Linked DNA regions of Rattus norvegicus: region 1 is linked to region 2. A link is a contact called in public Hi-C data. All regions are on one chromosome and are shown on one strand. Each heading gives the region's core, a stretch centred on a gene start, on an enhancer-like site or on the middle of the called end of the contact. The rest is flanking DNA. Distances are from core to core; before and after follow the strand shown. Region 1 holds the start of Nedd4l (NEDD4 like E3 ubiquitin protein ligase). Region 2 overlaps Atp8b1 (ATPase phospholipid transporting 8B1).

Region 1 (5,541 bases), core at 2,201-4,700, 370 kb before region 2:
TCAGCTCCCTAAGTGCTGGGACACCACAGCGCATCTTTTCAAACGGTTGTCATTGAAACCCTGAATCCAATAGAAACTCTCCCCGACCCAGAGAAGACCCCTGTCTCAGGTGTAATGAAACACTTCAAAAAAGTAACAATAGCAGTCTTGAGTAAACCATGCCAGCAGGCCCTCAGATGGCCACAATTTTAAGTACCAACAAGAAGAAGGCTCTTCAAGGACCCAGGCCAGTTGCAGAAACTAGTCCAAGCCGTTCTGATTCAAAACCAAATCTGATCCTCAGCCGTGAATAAGAACTGCTGTTCATTACCCAATCCCTTTCAGCACCCAAACTCCACGGAGGGAGCTTTTGATTTTGGTTCCCGAAACCGAAATGATTTAAATAAGAGTGAATATGAATTCTAAATCACCCGAAGACATTCAGCTGCAAAGCGTGGCAAAAAGCTGTGTGGCATGTATGCCCACAGGAGCAAAACCTACATCCCAACCATTCTCCCATATACATGTGTATACTAGCCAGACCTCAGCCCGATGACCCCAAGCAGCAGCATCTTGGCTCTGCTATCTTGCTAGGTTCTAGATTGGCACTATGCTTGACAGACAGTACAGAGCTCGCCAGTGCTTTATAAGACGGGGCATGACTAAGTCCATTCCAAATGCAGAATGCTTTCTGGCACCATCAAATATAAACACAAGTCTACTCACAAGGAAACCCTGGGTACCCTCCACTTGCAGAGAGGTTTATAAGTGGACTCCTTTCTACAGCTAAACAAGCACCCTCGCGTGATACTTGTGGCCCACTGGTACACCCTTTTTAACACTTGGCAAGCCTGAGGTGCTTGGGCATTCCACATCCAGAGCCTGTTAATTGCTGGCCTTTGTTTGCTTCCAGACTAATTCCGGAGACAAACCAAATACATTTAATAAATCGATATTAATATTATACAAAGGCATTCTGCCTGTCTTCAAGGGCCCCCCTGAACAGAAAGAAACCTCCCATACCAAACAGATACCTTAGAAATATGAAGGCATCCATTGTCTATTGGTAAGAGAAAAATGAAAAGAGGTAGGTGAGGCTTATTTTGTGTCATATGTGATGTGTGTAACTAAACAGAACCGTCAATAGCAAGGCGATACCCAGATAAATTGTGTATTCTATCCCCTATCCAGTCCCTCTGATAACAGGAGGAGGGGAGAGTCACAGGCGAGCCCACACACACTCGGTTCCGTGTCTGTGCTCTCCACTTTCACACCCCACACCGGTCAAGATCTACAGGGATTCTCTGGAAAACAAAAGTGGCAAGATGCGCCCTGAGGTGGATTCTGTCACAGGCTGTCATGGTAAACAAAGCAGAGATGGACGCAACAGTGACAGAAAGAATTCCTTTATGCAGATACATTTTCCAAAACAGTCTCAAAATGTTCCTTTCAAGGAGCTTTTAAAAATAATCCTGTTATTTTTTAAAAAAAAAATTAAAGAGAATCTAAGATGAAACACAGCTGTCTTCAACTCCCTTGATACCTCACCCAGGAAGCCCTTTGTTTAGGAAGGGCAGAATCTCAGCACCTCAAGACATCTGACTGCTCTCCAGCTCCAGATAAGGAGCTAGGAGGAGACTCCCCTAGGTAAACAAAACAATTCTACTTTTGCCCATCTCCAGGTGACTGCACGCGCACACACACACACACACACAATTTATTCTACACAAGCAAATCAGAAACACACCACACATTACTTGCATTGTGATCATTCTTTGATCACAAGCAGTCCAGTAAGCTTATCCAGCACTATCAAAAAATAAAATAAAATCAACCCCTACACGCCCTGCCTTCCACAAGATACCCATTTCATTCCACACTTAGGTAGAACACACACACACACACACACACACACACACACACACACACACACCCCATGCCAGCAGGGAAAAAGCAAAGCCACAACGTGAGCCTGTCTCAGATAATAGACTCCCTTTAAACCCCACCCCCATCACCAGAGAAAGAGGGAACCTCAGAAAGAAAGGAGGGAGGGTAAGAGAGACCGAGAAAGCCCAAATTTCCAGGCATCCACTTTTCATGAAATGCACAACCAGGATAGGAAATACCTCCCTGCTGAGTAATGCTTCATGGGTTGTAAATTCACCTCTCGAAAGGGGAGCCAGACCTGGGCGCGCACCCCGCCAGATGGTGAACCACTCCTACCTGCTCCATCCAGCCTGCCTGTCACTCCGCGCCCGCGACAGGCCTCCCACCCCCCTTTTTGGCAGAGCAACACACCAATAAGAGTCGAGAATGGCTGGTCGAGTGAGGGCTGAGCAGTGATTTAGCAGGATCGTTTCAAAAGGGGGAGTGGGGACCGCGATGAGCGAGTAGGGTTTTTAAAAACAAAGCCCTCTCCAGTCAAACCGACCGTTTGGGGGTGTGGCTTATTTCATTCGTTTTATTAATAAAAGAGATCAATGGAGCTTTCTTCTCTCCACCCACCCCAGAGATGCCGGGCTTTGAATCCTCCGGACCGGAGAGAAATGGCAGGGTTGCAAGCTTCCCCTAAGTTTCCTGCAGCACCTGCCTCCTCCCCAGATCACCTCCACACACCAAAATAAGAGACTCTGAAACACACAATCCCAGCTCCAGACTTTGCAAGAGCAGGGTCAGCCGCACGCAACTCTCCGGTGTCCCTCACTCTTGCCGGGATCTGCACACATCTGCTACGGAGCGCCCATTAGCAAGAAAAGTCCCGGGGGAAGACACCACTAGGCTCCTTAGCAGCCCCCAGATCGCCGGCACCACGCAAAGACCCCTGCGGCCACCTAGACGTGACACACGTCACGGACTCCGGGTTGCAGGAGCGTAGTCCAGAAAAGTTGCCCAACCGCCCCGAGAGACAGCTTGCAGAGGAAAGGGACCCGCGGGGCAGCGGCGCACGCGGCCTCCGCCCACCCCGAGAGCCACGGGCGAAGCGCACCGCCCGGGTGAAGAGGGAGGACCAAGCCACCCACTGCCCGGGACCGCTCGGGATCACCCGTAGTCCCGAAGCCCCTGCTGGCGGGGGACGCTCACAGCAGAGTGGGCCCTGTCCCCTCCTCACAGCGCTCTGGGCAGGAACTCACCTCCTCTTCCGAAAGTCCGTAGATAGGCTCCCCGAGCCCGGTCGCCATGGAGCCGGCGTCCCGCGCGGGGTCCTAGACGCTGCGACGGGCTGAAGTGCGTCGCGGGGCCGCGACCCTCTGTCCTTCTGCGCCGCCCGGCGGGGAAGGGCCGGCAGGTGAGGCTGCACCCGGCCGCGGCGCCGCTTCCTCCCGGAAGGCTGCGGAGACGCGCGGACTGGCGGCTCCGAGAGCGCGCCGAACGGCAGCTGGCCCGGAGCTCTCCCCTCTCTGTGCTGAGCCCGCCGGGCTCCCGCCCCGGTTGATGGCTCTCCCGGCCTCCCCCAAGCCCGCTCGGCGATCCCCGGGACCCGCGCGCCCGCCCCTCGCCTGCTCCGCCCGGCCGGCTCTCCCCGCCCCGCCTGCGCCGCCCGGCGCCCAAGGGGACCCTCCCGCTCGCCGGGGCGGGCACTCGCGCCCCCCAAGCCAATCACAGGCCGGGCTGGGGGGCGGGCCGCGGGGGTGGTGGTGTTTCGCCCCACGCCCACCCCACCCCCGCGCCTCCTGGGTCACCCGGCGCACAGTGCTGAGCTGGGGCGCGCCCTGGCGGGCTGGGCCTGCCGGGTTGACCCTCCTCTTGCCCCGCTTCTTTCTGTTTTGGGTACCCGTAGAGTGGACCTTAGGGGACCGTGAAGACACCGTGAAACAACAACAAAACCACTATGCCCGTCTTTTTCTCTTTTTCTTTTTTCCTTTTTAACACAGAGTCTCCAGGAGCTCTAAAAAAGAGCGAAGATGCATGTTTCTAGACCCCCTTTAAATTCTTGGCAGCTATGGCAGGCCAGACTTGGCTAAGAGCTTCAGCTCACCAAAGCGATTTTCCTGGCCGGGCGGCCAGCCTTGGAGAGGCTGCCCCGGTGTGGCCGTGAGTCGCCATTGCTGGTGTCAACTCAACTGGGAACAAAACCAACTCTGCGCCCGCGCTAAGTACACACCCACCCACTTGAAACCGGCTGCCTAGTTCTTTGATAAAAGCTCGTTTTGTGAGGCACAACGTGAAATACCAAATTCAAGTTTAAGTTTGTCCTTTACAAACGCAAACGATGGAGATGTCTTATTAGCCACCGTAGGAATCTTCCCACGTTCCAGATAGGGAGTTTCTCTAGCAAGCCCTTCATTTAATCCTTCGATGTTTAGGAATTCGTCACTCTACTTTTTTCAAGAAGTCTTTCCTAGGAGAGGGGCGTGGCGGGGCGTGCCTTTAATCCCAGCACCCGGGAGGCAGAGGCAGACCGGATCTTAGTGTGTTCGAGGAACAGCTAGGTCTGCATGGTAAATTCAGGACAATCAGCTATACAGAGAGACACTGTCCCAAAAAAAAAAAAAAAAAAGGAAGCCGTTTGCTCCTTAAATTTAAATGTTGAGTGCAGTGGTAAATTAGAAAAGAAAACAGGAAGAACATTTTGTTTGTCTTTAAATAGAAAGCACCAGAGTGTCTGGTATTGTCTGGGTGCTTAGGATTTTCACTGAAGGAAGAGAGAACTCACAAGATCAACTGACTCAGCTCGCCTGTCCCTGCTAAGCGGCCAAGTACTTGCTGTGCACCTGCAAATCAAAACGAAGGATGTTGCACCAGCCCCAAACATAAGTCCTCTCTTTTCTCCATTGCAATGTGTCCCAATGTGATGACTTTCCTTTGAAGTCAGCCCCATGGAATCAGCACACTGCTCAGAGAGGGAAGGGGGGAAGGAAGGAGGGGGAGGGAGGCACGGGGGTGGGGGAGAAAAGCTCCTAAGTATGGTGGAGAAAGTTTACTATAAATATGTGGGAGAGCATGGCCAAAGACAGGGACATCTGGGAGAGTCCGGAGTGGACATGACCCTGAGATGGGGGACGGGGTGGGGACACAGGGAGCAACTTCCAGCCAAGACAGCCAGGGCCAAAGGAGTAGATGAAAAAACCGGGTAGTTGGGGGAAAGGAAGCCCAGCCCCTGGGCTGGAAAACTTTAGGGTACTGAGTGGGGGTGTGCTAACCATACCCTGTAACAAGTAGGGACTGAGGGATGCTGGGAGACCAGAGAACCTGTCCCCCCCATTGACTTTGATATGTTAAATGGGCACCTCAGCCATCTGTCCTGGGTTTGAGACCTAACATGAGCCCTAACATGAGCCCCTCAATCCCTACTAAGAAATAAAAATTGTGAAAGCACACATGTCATAGGCCAATGCTGTCCTGGGCTTTTTCATGCCAAGGATTTCCATGAAACCTATGTTATTTTTCTTTTTAATAAAAGGTACACACACACACACACACACACACACACACACACACACACACAATTTCAGACGACCTTCTATGTGTCTATGACCCACATAAATGAAAGTCATTGCTTCTCAACATATACGAGCAGGCCTTTGTCAAATTTGCAGTTCACGTTGTGTTATGGGGCAAGGG
Region 2 (5,921 bases), core at 3,348-5,847:
AAAATCTATTTTCAATTAAAAATTAAAATGAAATTCAAATTGTATTCAGTAAAAGATTAATAAATAAAGCACAATTTTAAAGAAATTAAAAAAAAATAAAACCAACAATCAAATTGCTGGGAACAGTGGTGTATACCTGTAATCTAAGCACAGGGGGACAGAAGGAAGATTTCTCCGAGTTCAGGGTTGGCCTGGTCTGTGTAGTGAGCTCTAGGCCAGCTGCTCTATAGCAAGGCTCTGCTTTTAAAAAAAATAAAAAAGAAGAAGCAAATAGAGGTGTTGGGGGCAGCCATAAAAGCTTTCTCCACTCCCACAAGACCTAATCTTGATAATTATAACACATCGAGTACATAAATATTGCTGAAATAATGTTTAATTTTTCCAAAACTATCTGAAAACACACAATGAACTATAAAACGCTTCATGTATTGTGACCAGGTGTTTCTACTTTAAGGTTCTTGATACAGAAACTGTAACACTATGATGGTTTTAATTATTTTTAAACGGGGTGTGGAAATAGGCCAAAGACTTAAGAATATTAAATTAACTAATCCGATAACGACTTACTGATACAATGGAAACCTAGAACTCAGGAGTCCAACCCATCTTTGGAAATATGTATGTTGAACAGCAGTTCAATGAACAGTACCCAGAAGCCATGGCACCAATGATTTTAAGTGTGTAAAATACATGGCTTCAACCTCCAGAATTTGGGGCTGGAGAGATGGCTCAGTAGTTAAGAGCACTGGCTGCTCTACCAGAGGAGCTGGGTTGACTCCCAGCATCCACATGGTGGCTTACAACCATCTATAACTTCAGTTCCAGGAAATCCAGTGCCCTCTTCTGGCTTCCAAAAGCCCTAGGCATGCAAGTGGTACACAGGCATACAGACAAGCAAAGCACCCATATACATAAGATGTAAAGGTAAAGCAAAACGAAACAAAACAAAACAAACAAACAAAATTTAGAGCCAGAGGTCAGGGCAAGAACAGTGTCTTCTGGATCTAACAGGTCTGCTGTCTTCATGAACTCATGGAGCTGTAGCTGTCTGCACAGGATCAAGCCAGCCAGTATTTCTGCGTGGTGGGGGAAGGGGCTTGTGAACCCTCTGCCTCTAACTTAGTGGGACAGTTGATAGCTTCTGAGCAAGGGAGCGTTAGATTTCTTTAAGGTTGTCACCCCTTGCTCTAGTAAATGCCCCGTTCTTAAATATGTGAGTAGCACAAAGCAGACTTGGATGGTTATTAAAGAAAGAGGGGGGGGCGGGATAAGAAGTTGGAAGGGGTTGATCTGGGAAGTGTTAGAGGAGTGGAGTTTAATTATCATCAAAATACATTGTATATAGAATCAAACTGATATAAATACCACAAATACAAAAATAAACATAAGCTGGACTTTGTGAGATTCTCAAGTAGTTTGGATTTATGATAAAACGAAAATTCTCCATAACTTTCTTTTTGAATAGAAGATCTGGGACTTTATGGCCCATCGTTGGTTCATAAAACCTTGTTGCTATGAAAAGCTGGTTGCTATGGTGGCTGGGTGGGGCTAGATGATTTTTGTTCTGTTTTGTTTTTTTCTTACTCTTTTAATGCTTATTTAGAACATTCCTATATGAAGTGGGTTTTTTAAATCTAATTTATATTTAGTAGTTTAAAAACAAAGACTGTGGGGTGTGTGTGTGTGTGTGTGTGTGTGTAAATATGAGTAAAGTTTAAAAAACTAGAAAGGAGAATAAGAGAGGGTAAAAATAGATGACAGGGAAGATGGAAATAGGCAAAGAATGCATGGGGTGTGGAAAAGCAAAAGACACCAAGTGGGGAAGAGGTTCTGTAGGGTCTGAAGAACAGCAGTAGGGTGGAAAGTGGGAGGTAGGTGACCAAAACCCACTGGAGGGGGGGACAACGCCAAAAGAAATACGATACCTTGTGTGCTGATTTTAAAAAAGATAAAAGGTTTTAAAATTTAAAAATTAATTTCATGAACTCATATATAAAGTATATAAAGCACTGAAAGCTTTGCGATAAAACTACCTCTAGATGTTGGGGAAGAGTATCTGATCATCTGCTTACATCATAAAATCACCAACTCCTGTGGCCATGAACATGGCTCCGGTCACACAGTGGGTTTTGATCTTGGGGCTGCCCTGGCTACTTGTGTTTTCTTAGGCAAATTTACTAAGCTCTCAACACCTGGTGTGGCTTCAGAGGAGCTGGCTCAGCTCCCACCTCAGAGTAGATTGAAAGGCATGACCTATATAAGACGCTGTGGGCTGCCAGTTTTAGTGACAAATGTGTAGAGTTTTTGGACAAAACTAGAAGCTAGAAACTGCCTAGTTTTTAACATTTTTTTTTCTGGAGCTCTCTACTGCCAAATGATCCCAAGCACCTAGTGCTTGCAAAACTCATGCTCTGGGGTTGGGGATTTAGCTCAGTGGTAGAGCGCTTGCCTAGGAAGCGCAAGGCCCTGGGTTGGGTCCCCAGCTCCAGAAAAAAAAGAACCAAAAAAAAAAAAAAACTCGTGCTCTACCTGTGATGTCCTGTCCCCGCTCTAATTTTCCATTGTCTGATGATGAAGCATTAACAAAAGCATCCTCCTCCTTCTTATGGCTTGTAGCAGACAGTTGACCTTTTTTTTACTTTGCTGGATCTTGGTTTTTAAAATATGCATTCCTGCCAGGCAATGCTAGTGCATGCCCTTAATCCCAGCACTTGGGAGGAAGAGACAGGTTGATCTCCATGAGTTCAAGTCCAGCCTGGTCTATAGATCAACTTCCTGGACAGCCAGGCATGTACAGAGAAACCCTGTCTTGAAAAAAACCAAACCAAACAACATCAGTGAATCCCTGGCAGGGCATAGTGGATCCTATCTGCAATCCCTGCACCCTGAAGGGTCCAGGGTGAGACCCTGTCTCAAAAACAAAATCTGCAAACGGAAGAAAAGATGTCATTTCTGGAGCAGTGTGGGGAGATAATGAAACGTTATAAACTGTTACCTAAGGTGTCTGCTGAGCATATGGAAGGCTAACCCTGTCCTTAAGCTAGAAGCACCTCTGTGAATGTTGCCGTGATATTGTTCCAGGTACGGCTTCCAATGCCCTGAGACAGCCGTATATTTGGCTGACGATCATCCTGACGGTTGCAGTTTGCTTGTTACCTGTCGTCGCCATCCGTTTCCTGTCAATGACCATCTGGCCATCAGAAAGTGATAAGGTACACAGAGATGCAGGCCTACCCTCCTCCTACTGGAGCGTCATTCCCGGGATTCAATGCGTTCCCCGTTACTTCCTTTCCTGCTGAACCTGTGTGGGAAGGCTGATAAGAAATTTGTCCTTCCACTCTTTCCCTTTAATTCCATCGTGAGGGATTGTGAACCTTCAGACATTTGTTCAGGGAAGCATGTTTCGTCCCTTCAGTTTTACAATTATGTTAACATTTTGCTATGCAAATGGTTTGGGCTTCTTCCCTGACCACCCCCACTTTTTTTTAAATTAATTATCTCATTTATTTACATTCCAGATGTTGCCACCCCTTCCGGTTCCCACTCCCACACTTCCTTATCCAATTTCCCCTCTCCTTTGCCTCTGAGAGGGTCCTCCCCACCCCTCATCTACCCCCACCTACCCTCCTTAGTTAAAGCGAAATGTCATAGCTGATAAGACAATCAATGTCTCAAAAATAATGTGTCATCTCCCCTTGCATAATGATTAGCAGACTTCAGGTCCCGTTGTTGAGCAATTTAACATTGCTTTTCCCATCGCTCTCCTGAGGGGAGTATCTTCCTTATTAGTTTCATCTCATGCTATAAGATGGCCACAGCAGTTCCTGGCATCATAAATGGGGACCAGACCTCCATCCTTTTCCTCAGGATCCTGGGAACTTTGAACATGCACTTTTCTCAGATGTCATTTGTCAGAATCAGGCTGCACGTTGAACTAAAGGCCAACAAGATAAAACACCCCCTGTCTTATGAAGAATGTTACTGTAGAGAGAAGGGGTCTAAATCAGCATCCTGTAGAAAGGAGAGGGTGGATGTTAGGTAAGCAAGTGCCCAGGGGATCACTGACAGTCGATAGTGTTTGGTAAACAAGAGAAGAGATAGGACCTCGGTTCTGTAAGTGCAAGAACGAAGACTTGAGTTTGGGTTCCAGCACACACACAAACGACTTCACCTGGCACCCTGCACCTGAGGAGGTGGGGGTAGGAGGATTCCTGGGGCTTGCTGGCCAGTCAGTGTAGCTGAATTTTTGAGTTCCAGAATTGGTTCTGTGACACATCCTGTCTCCAAAATTAAGGTAGAGGAGATTGAAGGAGACACCAGGCATCCATCTCTAGCCTCCTAGCTATGTATACACACATGCACAAGCACCTATACATGTGAACACACACACACACACACACACACACAGAGAGAGAGAGAGAGAGAGAGAGAGAGAGAGAGAGAGAGAGAGAGAGAAACAAGCAAGAGACAGACAGACAGACAGACAGACAGGCTATGCTGTAACATGCCTTTGAGATTTGTCAACACGTACCAGTCTGCCCTGGGACTCACAGAGAATGTTAGCTTTAGTGGCCTAGTTTGCTTTCTGTTGCTCTGATAAGCAGCACGACCAAATCAACATTGGGGTAGCAAAGGTTTACTTCACAGTATGATTCCCAGGTCACAAGCTACCACCAAGGGAAGCCAGGACAGAAGGTCAGGCAGGACGATGGCATCAGAAACTAAAGCAGGAACTGAATGGGAGCTGCTCACTGGCTTGTTCCCTGTGGCTTGCTCAGCCTACTTTCTTACCTACCAGAGACCATCCGCTCAGGGGTGGAACCCTCACATTAGACAGAGTCCGCCCATATCAACCATTAGTCAAGAAAATGCCCTATAGACTTGCCTACAGGCCAATCTGATGAAGGCATCCTCTTAATGAACATTTCTTCGCAAATGACTCTAGTTTGTGTCAAGTTGACAGGAAATAGCCACTACACTTATGAAAAGTGCGAGGCTTGGTTTTTCTGGAACTTTCGATACAGACCAGGCTGACCTCCAAGACACCTCTACCTTTTGAGTACAGGGATCAAATGCCTGGCAATAGTTTTCCAAAATCTACCTGGAGGATGGTGGAAATAGTTCCCAACTTCCTGGGCTCTCTATGTCCCGTTAGTCAGTCTAGAAATTGGGGGTGTTTGCGCATACATAGGGCTGTAAAGCCTCTCAGTGCCCAGTTTCTATTAGCTAGGCGACCTGTGCATCTCAGATCTGTTTCTTCTTGTTTTCTTTATCCAGATCCAGAAGCATCGAAAGCGATTGAAGGCCGAAGAGCAGTGGAAACGGCGGCAGAGCGTGTTCCGGAGGGGAGCATCTTCCCGGCGCTCCGCCTACGCCTTCTCGCACCAGAGGGGCTATGCGGACCTCATCTCCTCTGGCCGCAGCATCCGCAAGAAGCGCTCGCCCCTGGACGCCATCATCGCAGATGGCACAGCGGAGTACCGACGCACAGTGGAGAGCTGAGGGGCACTGCTCTGCTGAGAGACCGGAGCTCTGGGAAAATGTCTTTTTTTTTTTTTTCTTTAATGAACAACTCAGGACTTTTTAAAAAAAAAAAATAAACTGAGGTTGTCACAGTGACACTGATGACAATAACCTTTTCAATAAACTTCTAGGATTGTGCTCTTAAGCAGTAGCAAAGCCAAGAGACCACCTGTTATTCAGCTGACTGCCTCGCTGAGATTCAAAGGGAACGCTTCTTTTTTTTAAATCCAGGCCTAATGGAAGACGGCAGAATTTAGAAAAGTCTCCTTTTCAGCTTGAAGGATACTACTACACTACAAAGTTACAATCACACTCTCCTATCTCTGGCCTCAAGCATGGATTTCTCAGACGCACTCCTCCCTCTGCTTGTCACTTTTAAAAAAAGGAAGAAAGAAAAT

Evidence for each region. A called contact is a pair of places that touch in the nucleus more often than the background predicts.
Region 1: a contact with region 2 is called in a Hi-C map of hepatocytes, with 3 times the contacts expected there. The contact joins the promoter of Nedd4l here to the enhancer-like site in region 2. A contact is called at or near these places in 6 of 12 Hi-C or Micro-C datasets (the A7r5 cell line, the Rat2 cell line, Schwann cells and 3 more) and 1 of 1 datasets of contacts at active chromatin or transcription factors (oligodendrocytes).

The regions. Positions count from the first base shown.
Region 1 is chr18:60,661,879-60,667,419 of GRCr8, reverse strand. It overlaps Nedd4l (NEDD4 like E3 ubiquitin protein ligase), which reads right to left and starts at 3,450. Exons shown (of 31, transcript NM_001401320.1): 1 at 3,111-3,450. The coding sequence starts at 3,158.
Region 2 is chr18:60,288,432-60,294,352 of GRCr8, reverse strand. Atp8b1 (ATPase phospholipid transporting 8B1) reads left to right here. Exons shown (of 27, transcript NM_001106140.1): 26 at 3,082-3,212; 27 at 5,278-5,889. The coding sequence ends at 5,502. Among named protein-coding and RNA genes, the nearest start is that of Nars1, 16 kb to the right of the region's middle. Within about 2 kb of position 4,597, at least 1 of the 93 cell types and tissues checked has an H3K27ac peak or open chromatin away from gene starts, as enhancers often do. A contact at or near this core is called in hepatocytes, where this site is marked.